Regions from separate parts of the Gossypium hirsutum genome. Here region 2 is linked to region 1. A link is a contact called in public Hi-C data. All regions are on one chromosome and are shown on one strand. Each heading gives the region's core, a stretch centred on a gene start, on an enhancer-like site or on the middle of the called end of the contact. The rest is flanking DNA. Distances are from core to core; before and after follow the strand shown.

Evidence for each region. Hi-C and Micro-C count contacts between places; a contact is called where the count stands out from the background.
Region 2: a Hi-C map of leaf shows a contact between it and region 1, with 1.7 times the contacts expected there. The contact joins the promoter of LOC107908474 here to the promoter of LOC107908476 in region 1. A contact is called at or near these places in 2 of 34 Hi-C or Micro-C datasets (hypocotyl and leaf).

What each region holds. Positions count from the first base shown.
Region 1 is chrD02:43,219,618-43,222,545 of Gossypium_hirsutum_v2.1, forward strand. LOC107908476 (transcriptional corepressor LEUNIG_HOMOLOG) reads left to right here and starts at 1,444. Exons shown (of 18, transcript XM_016835654.2): 1 at 1,444-1,859; 2 at 1,975-2,031; 3 at 2,147-2,244. The coding sequence starts at 2,000.
Region 2 is chrD02:43,365,164-43,368,185 of Gossypium_hirsutum_v2.1, forward strand. LOC107908474 (26S proteasome non-ATPase regulatory subunit 1 homolog A) reads left to right here and starts at 1,676. Exons shown (of 13, transcript XM_016835651.2): 1 at 1,676-1,888; 2 at 2,761-2,830. The coding sequence starts at 1,734.

The sequences.
Region 1 (2,928 bases), core at 194-2,693:
AATTTTCTTTCTAGCTTTCACATTTTTAAAAAAAGCCAATTCACTCCCCTCTTGGCCATTTCGGTTTGATTTATTGAGCTAACAAATAATTATAATTATAATTATAATTATAATTATTTTATATTATATTACTGATTTTATATATTTTACAAAAGGTAGAATAATATAAAATACTAATTCTCAATTGTTAAATTTTCTTATTATGACTTCTTAAATAGATATGAGTCATACTATTCGTTAAGATGAGATTTGTTTCTAATCAAACTGTTGCAATAAGTATGCATAAAAAAAGTAATATTTAATTTAATTATAAAATATGTTTATTTTCTTTTGATTTTTGATATAAAAATTAATAATTAATAACTTTATACATTATATATTAGATTACCAATTTGTTGATATTATCTTTTAATGTATATAATGTTAATATCACATATTTAATTTTTATTAATTATAAAAAAAATATTTTAACATATTAATTATTATCATATTTAAAATAAAATCATATTTATATTTAAAAATTATATTTATTTAATTAAAAATTTGAATTTTTTATTATTTTTAATTTATCCAATTATGCTCAATGATTTTATATTATATGATGTTTTTAAGTAGAATGATAAAATTAATTAATTTCACATTATTATAAAATTATATTTATTAATATTACTTTAATCATGATCATATAATCATATTAATAAATTATTATTCTAATGTTAAATTAATAATATAATTAACAATAATAAATATTCTCTTTAGCTCATAAATTTCTATAGCGTGGTGCTTTTATAGAATTATAAATATATTATAAATATAGATTATAAATTATAGATAAATACTATTATAAAAATATATAAATAGCAAAATTGATTTTTATATTTTTATTTTAAATAATAAAATAAAATATTCAAATTCATTTTAGCCAAATTTTAATTGGAAATTACACGATTCATTAGCTAATGTCTTAAGTGAAGAAGGGAGAAAATGGACACCACCATTAGATGTGTTCACGGGTCGAGTTTAGGCATAATATTAATACACTTTATGTTTGTACAAGTTTAACCTGACTCGAAATATGAACTTCAAATTTTGTCCAAATCTACCTACACTTATAAATAATTAATTCAAACCCGTTTTAGGTCCGTCCATATTATTTTTCTTAAAAATACATTTATATTATTTTTAATTTAATATTTAATAATTTTATATATATTTATTAAATTTTTATAGTTAGTTATCTTAATATTTTTAATTTTTATATTATAGTAATATAATATAAAACATTTGCAAATTTAAAAGCAGACTTAATTGAATCAACTTAAACATTGAAGGTTCAAACTTGAGTTTAACCTATATTTTAAACAAATATAATTTTATTTTGTCTAAATCAATTTTTAAATCTAATATTTTATCCAAAATACTCAAATTTTAGACCCACGTCTCAACTTATTATCCAGCGCATAACTTCTAAGCACCATCTGCTAAGCTTATAGATTCAAGCCTCAGGTTTGGTCCACACCAAGCATCCAAATCTCAGCTTCGGATCTTGAGCAAAATGTCCCTATATTTTTTCTTCTGTCGGAAAATTATAACTTTGAGCTAAGAAACCTTTTTTTCCCAATAAAAAAGAACCCTAATTTATTATTTTTTGTTTTTTTTTCTGGATTGGATTGGAAAGGTCATAACTCTTTTCTACTCCATTAACTCATCAATTTCAAGATCCTTTAAAGAAACTTATGAAATTTTGGAATTGTTTATTATTGAATGCGGAAACCAACGATTGATCAATAAAGATCGCTTCTTCATGAGCTCAAGAATGGTAATGTAGGCTTTGATCCGTCTGAATCCGCCCCTTTAAGGTTAGTTTCGATAAAATATCAGTGCCGTACTTAATTTATAACTTTTATGATAAAATTGAGTATTTAAATTTGCTTTCGATCAATTTTATAATTTTCTTTTTCTTTTTTTGAACAGTTAATTGATTTTTGTGGCTGAAACGATGGCGCAGAGTAATTGGGAAGCAGATAAGATGTACTCTTATGTTCTTTCAGAAAATTGATTCTAATTTTAGCTTAGTTTTTTTTGGCAAATTTTTTTAAATTTTTTTAGCTTAGTTAAGTTCCTTTTTTTTTTTTTTTGGCTGTAGGCTTGATGTCTATATTTATGATTATTTGGTAAAGAAAAAATTGCATACCACTGCAAAGTCTTTCATGACAGAAGGGAAAGTCGCCCCGGATCCAGTAGGTAAGATTTAGCTTTGACTGAGTATAAATTCATATAGGTTGCATTTGGGAACTTGGATTTCCAGAGATGGATTTGGATTTTAAAAATAGTGTAAATTATTTAATAAATACACTTTTAAATTTAACATTCATGATTAATTTTCAAAATCATGGGTTTTCAGATGTTTATTTAGGTGTGAATTTTAAATGACCTTAGATATTTGTCAATTTGAAATTCATATTTTATACCTTTCAAATATCTAATCATATTGAATCTTAACTAATTCTTATATAATGTATGTATTTGTTCCCACAATTTATATAGCAAATGAAATTCAAATCCAGATTTTCATGTCCTAGTTTTAGTTAATTGATGAAATTGTGCGACTGAAATTCTTTTCCGTGGAAAGGAAATATGGAGTTTATATATATATATATTTAGCCTAAGTTGCTTGCATTCTTTATTTTACCTTAAAGTACTGCGTTACACATGTTGGCGCTTCAAAGTTACATGGGTATGACACCTAGATTCTGAACTTTACTGTAAAACTCGCTGAAAGTGATTTGCACGTGTCAGATATCATATCCAAGTCCGTGTCTAATATTAGGTGGGAGAAAGGTGCTTTATTAATTTTCAAATTAATGATCGGTGATTTTTTCATTGAAATTAACGGTTAAATTTTACTCTAGTTGCTTGGTTATGTTG
Region 2 (3,022 bases), core at 426-2,925, 150 kb after region 1:
TAACTTAACATTCATAACTCATCGTATTATCTATGAAAAGTTACATCAATAATCCAATCTTTTGAATAAATATTCAAAACCACCCTTCATTATAAAATACACTTACCTCATTTTTCATAAGGGTTCATTCTAATTATTTCTTATGCTCACTTTCCTTGTGAAGATAATATTAACTTTACTTACTTGTAATTCGGGATTTATGAACATTGCATAATTCTCAACACTAACATTTGTTTACTTTAAGATACATGCAATTAATACACAATTCTCATTGCTATTATTAGTATACATATAGTTAAAATATCATAATAAAAGTAAATGATAGTTTTTATTTCCAAAAGATCTTACCAATCAAAATAAGCAAAAAGAGGTGAATTTCTTCTTCCTCCTTCAATCTACAAGCTTTCCTTTGCACATTTTCTTGTAACTTCTCATTCTACCTCATCTACTTTAATAACAAATAAAAATTACTCATATTACTAATGTCATTAAATGATCATATTAATGGCTCAACAACTCATTCAAAGCAAGTAAACATGAAATAAAATGCTAAGATACTAAAATAGGAAGAGTTCTTACCAAAGCCCTAAACTTTTTTACTATAAGCTCATAAACTCTAAGTGATAGCATGATGTAGATGATGATAAGTTTTAGCTCAAATGTAACTTTTGTAAAGGCTTTTTGTAAGAAATAGAGGAAAAATAGTGAAAATTTGAAGAGGAAATAAGTAGAGATGAAAAGAAGAGAAGAGAATAATGAAAGCTTCTCTTCCTGTGTTGTAATGATTGGCTACTAGAATGGCTAGTATGGAGATTTTCCCCTTTTATTTGTTTTATGATATTTAAAATAAAAAAGTTTGGCAAAAATGTCGAAAGAAGAAAAAAATTTAATGTAAAAAGAGCTTATAATTATCTAAAAGTAAATTTATCATCACACTCTCTCATAGGTACTAATATTTAATCATATTTAAGTTCCAAATGATTATAATATCTTTGGTGATAAAATTATCATTTAACCTCTCAACACCTATTTGTATTTGATTAAACTCGAAACTTTAAAAATGACTTAATATGTTTTTCTAAGGTTTCACAACTTTTCAAAAATTGTTGAATCCACCAAAATTGAATTTTCTTATCGAATTCCTGAAAAAGTCTCGTAAGAAAATTGAAACATTTTGGGGTGTTACAGTAGAATTTACCTTTTTTCTAAAAAAATTGTTATATGAATTTTTCACCCATAATTTATTTTGATGGACTAAATTGTTCCTTTATCATATAGCTTATTTATCTACAATATATATATTTAAAAGTATGAGTTTGAAATTTTTTTTGAACAGATGAGATTACTTTTTATTTTTTATCATATTATTAAATTTACATTTTAAAATAAAAAAGATGAAGTAAAATAAAAAAATATGATAATTATACATTAAAAAGATAATTATTATACATTTAAAAATATTATAATTTAATTCACAATTTCATTAATTTTGTAATTAAAAATATAATATTTAAAAGTTAGTGACATTAGAAGCTAGTTAACAAAAATAATTGAAGTTTACTTACTTTAAAATTATACATGGATTAAATTGATAAGAAAGTAAATTACTACAGGTTATCTTTTACGACAAAATTTCAAAAGTAAAATCTCCAATTTACCCTTCTTTTATTGACGAAAGCCGGCCCCCATTAATTATAGAAAGTTAGGGTTTTTTATTTTTGGGAGAAATAGTAATGGCGGCGGCAGCGGCGACGATGGTCAGCTCCGCTGGAGGGTTACTGGCGATGCTCAATGAGAGCCATCCTCAGCTGAAGTTGCATGCTCTCTCTAATCTTGTCAGCTTCGTGGACCAATTTTGGCCAGAGATCTCCACCAGCGTTCCTATAATGTAATACTTATTACTTTCTGTATTTTTTTCTTATTCTTTTTGTTAGGGTTTGCGGTTTGGTTATTTTGATCTGATTGGTTGTGGGTAGTTTTAAGGAAAACGGAGTGAAGAAAACTTTTGTTGATGTTTACTGTGAATTAGTTTGAATTTTGCAAGTGCGCTAGTTTGAAATTTTTGCTACGTATGGAGATTAGGCTTGTTTTAATTTATGGTTTTGGAATTAGGTTTTACCTTGCAAAAGGGGTTCAACTTAATTATTGCAGTTTTGCTTATGTGATAATTGATTGCTTTAGTCAGGCTAGCTTGTTTGTACAAAAATTTTCAAGTTTCAGATTAGGAAGAACTAAAAGCAATTGTTGTGCTGTGTGGGTACTGATTTGTTTACTTAAGAAGTTATAACTTTTGAGTGAATAAAAAAATGGAAACGGTGATTTTCAAAATTTTACACTAGATCAATTCATTTTGGCTAGGGGCCTAAGGGTAGACATGGTAAATTGTGTCTGATTTGTGTTCTTGTATGTCGTGTCATGGTTGTGTTTTAAGGTATTTTATATTTATATAAAATTTGATAATTAATATATCATGTTGTATATTTATATTTTGAGGCATTCATTTGTTCATGTTGTGGCTTTTGTTATATTTTAGTTTTTTTTTCTATGTCGTAGCTAATATTGACAGATATACTGGAGGGGGATGTCTCTAGGTTTATCTTCATTCATCCACCTTCAGCTTATTTTAAATTTATGTATCACGTTTTTCAATTCTTAGATAGTTTATTTAAGTTTTATGTGGTGGAGTGATTCAAATTAAAGTAATGCACTGCATGCACGAGTTCCGTGCTTAAATGCTGATATTAAACTTGTGGTTTCCAGAGAAAGCTTGTATGAAGATGAAGAATTCGACCAGCATCAGAGACAACTTGCTGCGCTGCTTGTCTCAAAGGTCCTCTTCTCTTGTTCCTCTCAGTCTGTTTTTATAAGCATGCTTATGTTTTATGAGTGAATGCATATAACTAGCATATTTCCGGGAAATTGAGCTACTGATTTCTTTATGGAAATGGGAAAATAAAATCAGAACTACAAAATCTGATTCTTTGCATGTTTGGGACAAGTTTCTTAACCAATATTGTTGATT